3 separate regions of the Mus musculus genome follow, and all the other regions are linked to region 2. The links are chromatin contacts, called in public Hi-C maps. All regions are on one chromosome and are shown on one strand. Each heading gives the region's core, a stretch centred on a gene start, on an enhancer-like site or on the middle of the called end of the contact. The rest is flanking DNA. Distances are from core to core; before and after follow the strand shown.

Region 1 (3,917 bases), core at 1,242-3,741, 63 kb after region 2:
ATGACTGTATCAAGGACTGTTATTGCACACTGAAAAGATAGCATCCAACATACAGGTTTTTTTTTTTTCCCCTTTCCTTGTTGTAAGGTTTCGCTGTGTTTTTCTGGCTGACTTCAAACTCCTGGGTAAACACTGTCTGTGTGTCCCATCTCCTGAGTAGCTGGGAATTCAGGTGCCATTCCACACAGCTTTCAGCTGTCAAACTATGGAGTAGACCTGGCTGCCACCTCTTCTTGGTCATTTTTCTTCTTACAGCTTTTTCCTGCTTGAGCGACTGAGGCAATTCCCCAGGTTCTGTTCAATTCTGAACTGGTATTAATGCTGATTCTTTCTTTGGTTTTTGGTTTTTGGTTTTTTTTGTGGGTGCTAGAAGTGGAACCCATGCCACCTTGCCTGGCAGACAAATCCTCTACCACTGAGCTGACCTGAGCCTAAGGAAGCATTCTCTCACTATCTAAACCCACCTTAGAAAATCCTGCATTTCATCATCATCTTCTTTCAGCTTATGATAGAGGCTCTTCCTTGCCTCTGTCATTCTAGACTCTCTTACCCTTACCTTTAAAATATGCCACTTTCAGCACGGTGGCACACACCTTTAATCCCAGCACTCGGGAGATAGAGGCAGGTAAATCTCTGAATTTGAAGCCAGCCTGGTCTTCAGAGCAAGTTCCAGGATAGGCAGGGCTTCACAGACAAACCCTATCTCGAAAAACAAAACAAAACAAGCAAACAAAACACAATGCCACCTTCTGTTCTTCTATCTCTAAGCAACCCCGAAGCCCTGGTCCCCACAGGTCAGTTGGTACCATTGCAAGCTTGTTTGTTTTCTTTCTCCCGCATCCTTCACATCTTCCATCTCGTTCCCTCACTGCCACCTCATGCCTTGCTGCTCTTGCCTCTCAAGAGAAACCTGTCATCATTTCTGCTGTCCATTTCCTTCTCGAACACCCATCCGTGGGACAGAAAAACCCAGCAGTTCACGTGTTCTAGCATGAGTTCTTCTGCCTGCCATTAGGATAGCCGCTGGGCTAATAACAGTATCGGCTTGAGAGGGGACTCGGGTGAGAGAAGGGAGCGTTGAAGGAGCATTAGCTTCCTCAGCATCGCCCAGGCCTTTTACTGTAAGAATGTCTCACATGTTGTTCACACAATTGATAAAAGAGAAAGCTCCAGCCTGGCATTCAAAATCTTCCCACACTCTCTCCAGCTCTCCCACCTCTCAACCATGCAAACGTTCTTCTCCCCTCAAACTGATGTCCCTCTTGCCTTAGACCTGCTGAGCCGTTGCTCAAACCACAACCCAGTCACGTGCTCTATTCCTCTCCCTCCTGGCCTACCCCATTCCTGCTCCTTCTCCAAGCATTTGGGACCTCAACTGGCCAACATGCCCAATGGCTCGAATTGCCTGGAAACCTCAACCAGTCTCTACCCCCTCTGAATGGGAATAGAGCGGTTCCTTTGTTTGTCAGTCATCTGGGATCTGGCATTGGACATGGCTGGTCCTTTGTATCATTCACCTCTGCTCTTTGGGAGCTACTTAGAGGGTGCACATTCATTCTTGCTGCCTTGTTTATTCAGTGATGACACTCAGTGTGGACAGACTGAATGGAAAGAAGGCAATGAAAGGTGTATCAGCCTCCAAAAACAGCCTCTAAAATGTCATCTCTAAACTGGTGACCCAGGACTGAATCCCAGCTAGTCAGTAGACTGAGGCTGGGGGATCACAAGTTCAAAGCCTAACTAGGCTAAGAGAGTTTAAGGCAAATCTGGTGACTTACTAACAAGCCATCTCAAAATTTAAAACGCTAAAGGGGTTGAAGGTGCAGCTCAGTGGTAGGGTGCCTACCCAGAGTCCTTCATCTGGATAACAGTATAGAAGTGTGTTGCCTCTTAGCCAGAACAGCTGAACAAGTCACGTGGCCTTTACATGTAATTCCTCTGACAGTGTAGCCCGGGGCTTACTTCAATACCACATTGCTTTTTTTTTTTTTTTTTTTTTTTTTCCTGAGCCAGGGTTTCTCTGTGTAGCCCTGGCTGTCCTGGAACTCACTCTGTAGACCTACAATTTTTCACTCTGAAATACTGAAGACCCTGAGTTTGAGTTTGAGTTTGAGCACGGATCTTCCCAGCCTGCATCCCACTCAGCTGCTCTCAATAGGCTTTTGCTTTCTTCCCAGTCTGCTGGAGGTTGAGAATGAAGGGAGTGGACTCTGCAAGTGGGTTAGATGTCCCGGAAGACTTCCCAACGACCAGCTTCCTTCAGATGAGTTTGTTCAGAAGCCCTGCACTGCACACAGAGCTCACCCACTGGCTATCCTGGGAGAGGCAGCGAGGAGTAGTAGGTCAAAGGGAACAAAAAAGAGGAGGGGACATGGGGCTGAAGTAATAGAAACACTGGAGGCACAGAGATCTAAGTGTCACTACCCAAAGCTGTTGCAGAATGGTGGGGAGGAGTGAGGGGAACGGCGGGGGATCAGCCCCCGCCCTCAGTGCGGCGGCGGCTGCCTGTTTGTTTAATAATCGTGTTCTGAGCAGCATTTGAACTGGCATTTAGACGAGTCTAGAATGTGAATTCTTGCAGGGGAGGCAGCCAGGACAATCCCGCTTTGTTCTAGTTCTTTGAGGACTACGGAAATAATTTTTAAAACAATAACCCTCCTTCCTGGGTCTGTTGCCTGTTTGCTCCGAGGAATGCTTGGTAACTCTTAGGACACTGGGACTCACATTTTAAGTTCTGTGTTCTTCACCCCTGGTAAAGGCCAGGTTTGGGCTGTAGGAAAAGACAGTGGTATGTTAACTGTGCCCTTTTGTGTATGTTGCCTGCTCCTAAAGGACCATGGGCCAGAGCCTCTTACGGGTTTGCTCTTTCAGTCATCCACTCAACAAAAACATTTCCTAGAACTTAGTTATAGGCCCAAGACATTCTAGGAATGATTCGGAGTAGAAAATGGAAGATGTGGCCCTTGCTTTCAGAGCTGTATGCAGCATACATTATTATGATTGATTCTCTTTGTCTCCAACCAGAAACTCTAGGCTGCCTGTATTGACTGTTGCTCCATTGAGTCATCAGACCTTTTTGGAAAATTTCTCACACAGGCAGTGAAGGCTGAGCAGGGAAAAGGGCTACCCAGGGCCTGAGTCAGTCAGGAAATACAAATGCTACTAATGGAGCAATTGTGGGTGTCTAAGGAGCCTTTCTGCTTCCAGGGGTTCTCTCCCCAGGAATCACCTGGAACTTGTTGGAAATAGCTAAGGTGGGACCATGGCCTGCAAGAATTGGTGCCTGCTCATTTTGACAATGTTACAGGAGGCTGATCCATTTGTAGGCACACTGACCTCTGGGGGGCGCTGCTGGGAAGACCGGCCTAGGTGAGAAGATGAAAGGAAAGACTCCCACGAGGGAGGTGCCTTCCCGCTTGGAGGGCCTGCAGGGATGGTGCCAGGGGAAAGGTAGAGACACAAGTAGGTTGTGTGCTGGCTGGGACCGCAGAGGTCAATGTGGTGACAGCAGAGGCAGAGCCAGCTGGGAAAGGCTGTGTGAGCCAAAGAATTTAGATTCAAGTTGCTCTGAAAAGGAATCCTGCCCTAATTTATCCACCAGGAAACCAACACACAAATAAATAGGTTGAATACTTTATCCAAAGTCACATAGCTGATTCACAGATCAGTGGATATGAGCAGGAATTCGTACCTTGATCTGTAAACCCAAAGCCCATTTTCAGAATCACTACACTAAGGTGATAAGGAGACAAAAATGTAAACATTAAATCATTTTTATTAATTTTTATGTGTGTGTATTTCACCTGTATGACTGTGTACCACGTTTGCCCAGTGTTCTGAGAGACCAGGAGAGGGTGTGGGACCCCTGAACTTGGACTTACAGAGTGTTGTAAGCTGGCGCATGGGCGCTGAGAATG
Region 2 (3,619 bases), core at 1,054-3,553:
AGGCCGGATTCTCTTTCTAAACATTTATTTATATTGTTTTAAATTATGTGTATGTATGTGTGTGAGTGTATGTATGTGTGTGTGTGTATGTGATGTGAGTGTGTGTGTGGTATGAGTATGTGTATGTGAGTATGTATATGTGTGTGTATGTGTACATGTTTGTGTGTGTGTGTGTTTCTGTGTGGTATGACTGTGTGCACGTGTGTGTTTGTGTGTGTATGAGTATATATGTGTGTGTTTGAGTGTGTTGTGTGTACATTTGTGTGTATATGTGTATTTTTGTGTGTGTTTGTGTGTATGTGAGTGCAATGTGTGTGTGTGTGTGTTTGTGTGTGTGTGTGTGTGTGTGTGTGCGCGCACTCACAAGTACCCACAGATGCCAGAGGTGTCAGATGCCTTGGGGTTGATTGTGAGACTCCCGACAGAGGTGCTGGGAGCTGAACTCTGGTCCTCTGCAAGAGCAGGAAGTACTTTTAACTTCTGAGCCATCTCTTCAATCACATTCTTAAGAATGGAACCGGTGGCAGGGACATTTAGAGTCTCAGTGATCCTGCCAAATCGCTCTCCCAAGTTAATTCTCCATCAATTACGGACAAATCCACCTGTGTCCCTATTCCTCCTTGGAAGACTGTGGAAGAGGATTGCTTGTTTAGCAAGAGAGAGACACTGTTTTGGTTTCCTTGGGTACTGCATTCACCTGGTGCACAGCACAGGCAGTTAAAATACCCGTACACATAAAATAAAATCAATGAATCTTTACAAAAACAATAAAAGTGTAAGCAATTGTTTACTTTTTCAGGTCTGATACAGTGAGGATGACATGTGGAGCTCAGCAGGTGCCTCTAGAGTGGACACAATAGTCACCACGCATCACCAGAAAATAGCTGCCTCTTGCTGCTCTAGGGATCCACACAACAGGATGCAGGGAGCTGGCCTCTTAGGATAGGAGAATTCTTTATTCCAGGGACCAGGCCACCACTGGATGCTTTTAGTAAAGGGGGGTGAGGGAACTCTGCCCTCCACACAGACCTGAGTGCTTTCAAGTGCCTTCCCCAAGTCTTCTAAGAGTCTGTCAGGTGTTTGGGACCTACCAGGGTCCAGGGACCCTATCCCTCTGGTTGGGTTGACTGGCTCCTTAGTGTCATCTGGTTCTGGTAGGGTGAAGTCTCATTCTCAGGACTAATACCAGGGTGATGCTGAAGTATTGGTTTTAAGTGACTTGCTGCTTTGTATATGTAGTAACCTTGAAAAAAATCGCCCAGGATTCTGACAATCTTGCTTCAAGGCTTTCAAAACTGGCCTCCCTCCCTGCCTCCTCTTTGCCTCCCATCTGCAGCTGTTGGGTTGGAAGCCCCTAGCTGAAGAGAGGCCATTTTGTCAGTGAGTGGATGAGCCTTTACTGAGCACAGGCTATGTGTGGGGCAGGGGGGTGATCTGCAGCGTCTCTTTTCCTGAGCCCACAGGCAGAGGTGGGTTGGGGGGGATGCTGAGACTGGCAGGTGGGTTCAGGTCTAAGTAGAGGTGATACCTGGGTGTGATCACAGAAGGAGTCTCAGAGTGAGTCTCAGAGTGGTGGTGCCTACGGGGCTGTAGTTTTAGGCAGGGAGCTGAATTAGAAGCTTCTAAGGGCTCATTCAAGGTGGGAGGGGGTACAGGTCTCCACCTGTGCACATTAGCTGAGGTCTACCAAGGGGGCGGGATCTCAGCTAAGACGCAGCCCACTTTGCATGCTCAGACCTGCTCAGTCACCGAGGCAGGGCTAACATTTGGATATGTGGTCTCCAAGTTCAAGGTTTTTCCACTCTAACTCAAGTCTGGGACAGTGCCCCGAGTCTCCCCCGGGCAGAACAATTCTTACAGTTTTAAAACAAGACCCACCTGTAATGTCCTCATGCTTTTTCTTTTGTTTGTTTGTTTGTTTGTTTTTTGCCCCTTGTCAGCTTCGGATGAACAACTCAGTGGAAGTTTTTGGAGGGAGCTATGCTCTCCAAAGCTGTGGACAAATTCCTGCCCCTAAGAACTCATAAAGGGGTTATTTGCAGGACAGACCGCAACAGTTCTGGCTCCAGGTCCTACGACAACACGGAGTGCCACTCTTCTGAAGGAGTATCCAAGATCAAGGGAGAAAACAGGGTTCCCAGACTCTGGTTCTGCAACTTGATCCTTAGCGCGTGGGGCGGACTGTGGCACCTGAGCATCCGTCGGAGCTGCTGGGTCCTGGTCCCAGCTTCTCGTACGCAGGGAGGGGTTCGGGGGCGCGCACGCAGGCCGCCGGGGACGCGCTGGCCGCCCGGGGGCGCGCACGGGCTAGTCTCTGCCCTAATGCGGCGGCTGGCAGCGAGAGGTGCTGCAGGGGACGCGAGGGAAGTGGCGGCGCCGGGAGCGGACATCTGGGACTGCGCCCGGGGCTGGAGCCCGAGCTCCTCGAGGTAAGGTGAGCGCGGGTACCCGGTAGGGTAACAGAACCCGGTCTCGGAAGCCCAACCAGCGGCACCCCCTTTGATTCCGCTCTCCTCAGTCCATCTGCATCCCCCGACCTGTCCCATCCCCCTCCATCCACATCCCTGTGCTTTTTTTTCTCTACACTGCCACCTGCCCGGAACCCACCAGATTCTGGCAGTGTCTCCCTCCAGCTTTCAGCCCTCTCCACCCTAATACCCTTTCGGACTCGGCTGGCAACATCCCATATTCCATCCCTCTCCCTCGCTCTCTCTCTCTTTCCTCGCTGTCTCAGCCTCACCATTGGAGACCAGCCAGCCCCTGTGTTTTCTCTCTGTACACCTCACTTTTCAGTTCCCCATTCCACTTATGTTTTCCTGCCTCACCCGTGGCCCCTCTGCTTGCCCTCCCTCCCGCGGCCCTGTGTAGTGCTGGCCTTCGGTTGCTCCCTTCCAGTTTATCCTCCCCGGTCCCCATCTTCACACCCAGTCCCAACCCCTTCACAGTGGCTTCCTTGTTTCCTCATCCTGCACACTCCCTCTGGAACATCTCCCCTACTCTCCTTGGTTCCTAGCCGGCCTACTACCCATCACCTTCTCTGCCTGCCCTTCGTGGTGATGTAGGTCCGGTGCTGACTGGGCTTGGACTCAGTCTACCCACCCTTGTATCGTCCTACTCTGCCACAGAGGCCTAGGGCTCAGTGGGCCAGGTGTTCACTGCTGTGAATTCAACCTCTCTAAAGCCCTTTGCTGCATGTTTGAGCCTGTTCATAGCTTTGGAAGAGAGATACTTGGGTTTGTAGGCCTCTGTGTGGTCCTCTCCTCTCCTGGAACTATTCAGGTTTGCTTCCTAGATGGGATCAGAAAGGGCTTGAGGCTGGGAGAAGAGGCAGGTCTAAGGGAATGGCCCTCAAGCTCCTGAGACTTGTCCTGAGTCCTGGGCTGCAAAAGCCTGGCAGAGAAACCTTGCTGGAGGGCCTAAGAGTTGGGGTCTTAGCAAAGACTTTTCCTCAGCTTCCAAGCCAGCATTCTGGCATCAGGAATGGTCCTGAGTGTGACCCACGACATGGCTGGGAGTGGTCAGAGTGCTGAATCACGGAGGCTGTGGTCCCACAACAGCCCACCTCACTCACTGAGCCAGGGTCTACTTTTCATTCCTCCCTTGGCTTACTGGCTGAGTT
Region 3 (3,463 bases), core at 832-3,331, 38 kb after region 2:
TAGGAAGCAAACAAGGTCTTCTCATAGAGGCCAAAGTAGACCAAGTTGTTGGTCACAGTTCTTTCTCTGAGGTCAAGGCTCATGGTACACTGGAAGGAACCAGCAAGTTGGTCTTGCCCCAGGTTGGTAACACAGTCATGACTGTAGCTTCTGCTCACTGAGGTCTTACCCAGTGTCAGGCCCTTCCCTGAGCACTGGATGCCAACAGGGCCAAGTGACTCAGACACAGCCCTCCCAACAACTTTTACTATCCTTGTGTTTTATAAAAAGATAGGAGAAACCAGAGGTATGTTTGGTGGCAGTGTGGTAAGGTGTGGGGGAAGGGAGTGCCTCTGTGAGCCCATGCTGAGGCATCCCTTTCCTCTGAGGGGCCAGCCATGCGGATGGGACAGGACAGTATAATATAGAGTTTATTCAGGGCATGGGGAGGGGAGTTGAGAGAGTAGAGACAGAGACAGAGTCAGAGACAGACAGACAGACAGACAGACAGACAGACAGACTCAGAAGAGGAGTAGAGGGGCTGGCCATGAGCACATGGGGAGAGAGGAGGTAAGGGGAATGGGGAGAGAGGGGGAAGAGGGTAAGTAGGGAGCAAAGAGAAGAGATCAAGGGCGGGACAAGCAGCCCCTTTTATAGTGAGTCAGGTACAACTGGCTGTTGCCAGGTAACTGTGGGGCAGAGCCTAGACTAAATGCCAGCAGTCCCGACCTTAGAATCAAGGAAACTGAGGAGAGAGAAGTTAGCATGCCGTCTAATGTCACAACCGGTAGCAGGGCCCAAGAACATATGTTCTCGAAGTGCTTATCCTGAGTCCTCAGGGGTTGATGACTGAGAGGATTATTCTGATAAAGAATATGGTCTGACTCAAAAGAAATACCTCATGCCAGTGAGGGACCATGTGAGTGTTTTTCCTTAGAGAACTTGGAGAGCCCTGCTTCTTAAGTAGAGTCCTGGAGGCTGGACCTTGGACTGATGTCCACCCAGCACTCTTCCTTCTGAGGACTGCGGCAGTTGTCTTCTGTACGTTAGAGCAGCCGCCATTTCCATAGATGAGATGCTAGACTGTGGATCGGCAAGCATAGGCCACTCTAAGAACCATGCTGGGATGGTGGATTCTAGGGAGAGGCCAAGGTTGCTTGAGAATTCCCCAGAGAGGAAGAAACATCCCCAAGGAGCTGGGCTTGATGGAGCTTTCTTTACACCCTTCAGTAGGGTGAGTGTATTACCTAGAAAGAAGCCTGAGGCATCTGTCCCACTCCGGTCTCAAGATTCCTACTGCAAAGTCCAGGCTGTGCTTTGCTTCTGCAAGGAGGATCCATAATCCTATGCATGTGCCAGAGGAAAGACCTGCAGAGAGACTTGTGAGAAGTCCGGGTGTGTCTGGGGCACCTCCCTCTTCTCTGCCATACAGTCTGTGGTAAGGCAGCCACTCTGAGGAGAATGCCTTCCTTCTGAGGAGCTGTGAGGGGAAGGACAGCCAGCATCCTGGGAGTCAGGAAGCATCGTGGTCAGTTCCTGCCTGCTTCCTATTCAGTTCCACCTTACGTCTCTTCACCTGTCAGGTGTGCTATTAATAATGCCTGCCTCAGACTTGGCCGGAACTGATATGCTGGAAACCAGGAACACAGGAGGAGGGAGGAGACCCCCCCCCCCCGTCCGTGTGCGTGTGGTCACTGTGTGATTTTTCCCAGCCCCAAGCCATTTTGTACTACAGTACCAGCCCCATGTAGATGAGCCCAGCTAAGTCTGATTCAGGTTACTAACTCCGCGCCGCCGCCCCCTCCCCGCCCCCCGCCCCCGGTTCCTGCTGCATCCTGTAGTTCTAGGAGCCAGCGCTGGGCCACATACTCACTGCTAGCTACTTCTAGCCAGACTGTCTTTGGTCTTGTTTGGGGTCTCTGGAGGTGAGAGCTCTCTTGCCTTTGGTGCCAGTTTCTTACTTCCTGTGTCTTTCTCACAGCTCAGCAATATCCCCACTGCCTGGGGACCTGGCTTTATTCCACACCCTCTTTGTGCTACAGCGGGCTCCCTGGGGCCCTGCCTCCAGTTCTTGCATCTGCAGCAGTCATCCTGGATCCTCCACCCCGCTCTCCACCCCCTGGCTCCTGTCCTGATTACACCTGCTCCGCCTCCTGCCCTCCTCAGCCTGTACCCTCTTCCCTCCCTGTCTTCCGCAGCCTCCCACCGGGTTTGAACCTCACCTCTGTGTATACTTCCCAGAGACTCAAGCATGTTTTGCATTTCTAAAGGGAGCTTCTCTCTCAACTTTAACTTTTTTTTTGAGGACCCACATCTTCATGTTGACATGAACATGCTGACCTGGTATATTTCCAGTGTGAGCACGGTGTCCCTCACTCTGGTAAAGGAAACTTCCATTGCTATATTCTTTCCACCTGTATTCTCAAGGAGTCCGGTAGCCTGGTGAGGTAGAGACCACAAGCCTTATTTTATAGATGGGGAGTCAGGCCGAGTAAGTGACTTGTTGACAGCCACACAGGGGCCAGGTGGCAGAGCGAAGGCTTACACATGGGTCTTTGTGTTTACCTTAGAGCCACTGGGCCTCTAGAAGGTGCGTGGTTACAGAGGACTGATAGCAGCACACCAAAGCTCCTGTTATATAGGAGCTGGTTTTCTGAGTGAGCAAACTCAAGCTTGGCATGGTCCTGTCTCCAGACTACCCACCTCTCCCCACCCCACACCCAGAATAGCCTGAAGAGAAGGGTTGGAGGGAAGGGTGTAGCTTTTCAGGGTCCCTTGAAGTCTTCAGGTTAGACCAGGATAGAGAGGAAAGGCGTCTAGGCTCTCAGAAACCACAAGATGACTGGGGGAGGGGAAAGAACAGAGAAGGCAATCTGGACGTGGCTGAGCAATACAGTATTGGCAATTCAGGAGCTTCTTATTTATTTATTCATTTTATTAAATGCTTTTATTTATTTACATTCTAAATGTTGCCCCCCTCCCCAGTCCCCCCACCCTGAGTTCTTCACTCCATCCTCTCCCCCTTTGCTTCTGAGAGGGTGTTGCCCTATCCACCCACCTCAGATGTTTCTTTTCTTTTTTCTTTTTTTTCGAGACAGGGTTTCTCTGTATAGCTCTGGCTGTCTTGGAACTCACTTTGTAGACCAGGCTGGCCTCGAACTCAGAAATCCGCCTGCCTCTGCCTCCCGAGTGCTGGGATCAAAGGTGTGCGCCAAAAACAGGCTGGGAGGGAGCATTCAGCCAAATGCTTGCAGATCATCCAAGAGGCCACAGGGCCAGAGACTTGTGCAATCCCGAGTGACTGTCAGCCTTGGCCTCCAGCAGGTTCTGAGTGCTAGCTCAACGCTCTACACAGCCTTCAGCTCCCCTGCTGTGTCTTCCATGGGGAAGCCAGCAGTGACTGCTCCGAGGCTTCACTAATCACAGGCCAGTTGCAATTTTGTTCTCTGTAGTTGGCTGTGCTTGTAGTGTTGGAGCGTCACAG

What was found. A called contact is a pair of places that touch in the nucleus more often than the background predicts.
Region 1: a Hi-C map of cerebral cortex shows a contact between it and region 2, with 2.8 times the contacts expected there. The contact joins the enhancer-like site here to the promoter of Nfasc in region 2. A contact is called at or near these places in 4 of 39 promoter capture datasets (embryonic stem cells, hippocampal neurons, second pharyngeal arch cranial neural crest and 1 more), 5 of 484 Hi-C or Micro-C datasets (brain, cerebral cortex, frontal cortex and 1 more), 9 of 115 datasets of contacts at active chromatin or transcription factors (a beta-TC-6 cell line, embryonic forebrain, embryonic hindbrain and 5 more) and 1 of 9 other capture datasets (adipose tissue).
Region 3: a contact with region 2 is called in a Hi-C map of rod photoreceptor, with 1.6 times the contacts expected there. The contact joins the enhancer-like site here to the promoter of Nfasc in region 2. A contact is called at or near these places in 2 of 39 promoter capture datasets (embryonic stem cells and hippocampal neurons), 7 of 484 Hi-C or Micro-C datasets (the N1E-115 cell line, cerebral cortex, cortical glia and 4 more), 6 of 115 datasets of contacts at active chromatin or transcription factors (embryonic forebrain, embryonic hindbrain, embryonic stem cells and 2 more) and 2 of 9 other capture datasets (adipose tissue and liver).

The regions. Positions count from the first base shown.
Region 1 is chr1:132,677,740-132,681,656 of GRCm38.p6, reverse strand. All of the region lies in intron 1 of Nfasc (neurofascin), which reads left to right. It overlaps Gm46157 (a long non-coding RNA gene), which reads right to left. Exons shown (of 3, transcript XR_001779421.2): 3 at 1-3,917. Among named protein-coding and RNA genes, the nearest start is that of Gm46157, 11 kb to the right of the region's middle. Within about 2 kb of position 2,491, at least 9 of the 459 cell types and tissues checked have an H3K27ac peak or open chromatin away from gene starts, as enhancers often do. A contact at or near this core is called in cerebral cortex, where this site is marked.
Region 2 is chr1:132,740,481-132,744,099 of GRCm38.p6, reverse strand. It overlaps Nfasc (neurofascin), which reads left to right and starts at 2,303. Exons shown (of 30, transcript NM_182716.4): 1 at 2,303-2,429.
Region 3 is chr1:132,702,274-132,705,736 of GRCm38.p6, reverse strand. All of the region lies in intron 1 of Nfasc (neurofascin), which reads left to right. Among named protein-coding and RNA genes, the nearest start is that of Gm10538, 25 kb to the left of the region's middle. Within about 2 kb of position 2,081, at least 17 of the 459 cell types and tissues checked have an H3K27ac peak or open chromatin away from gene starts, as enhancers often do. A contact at or near this core is called in cerebral cortex and rod photoreceptor, where this site is marked.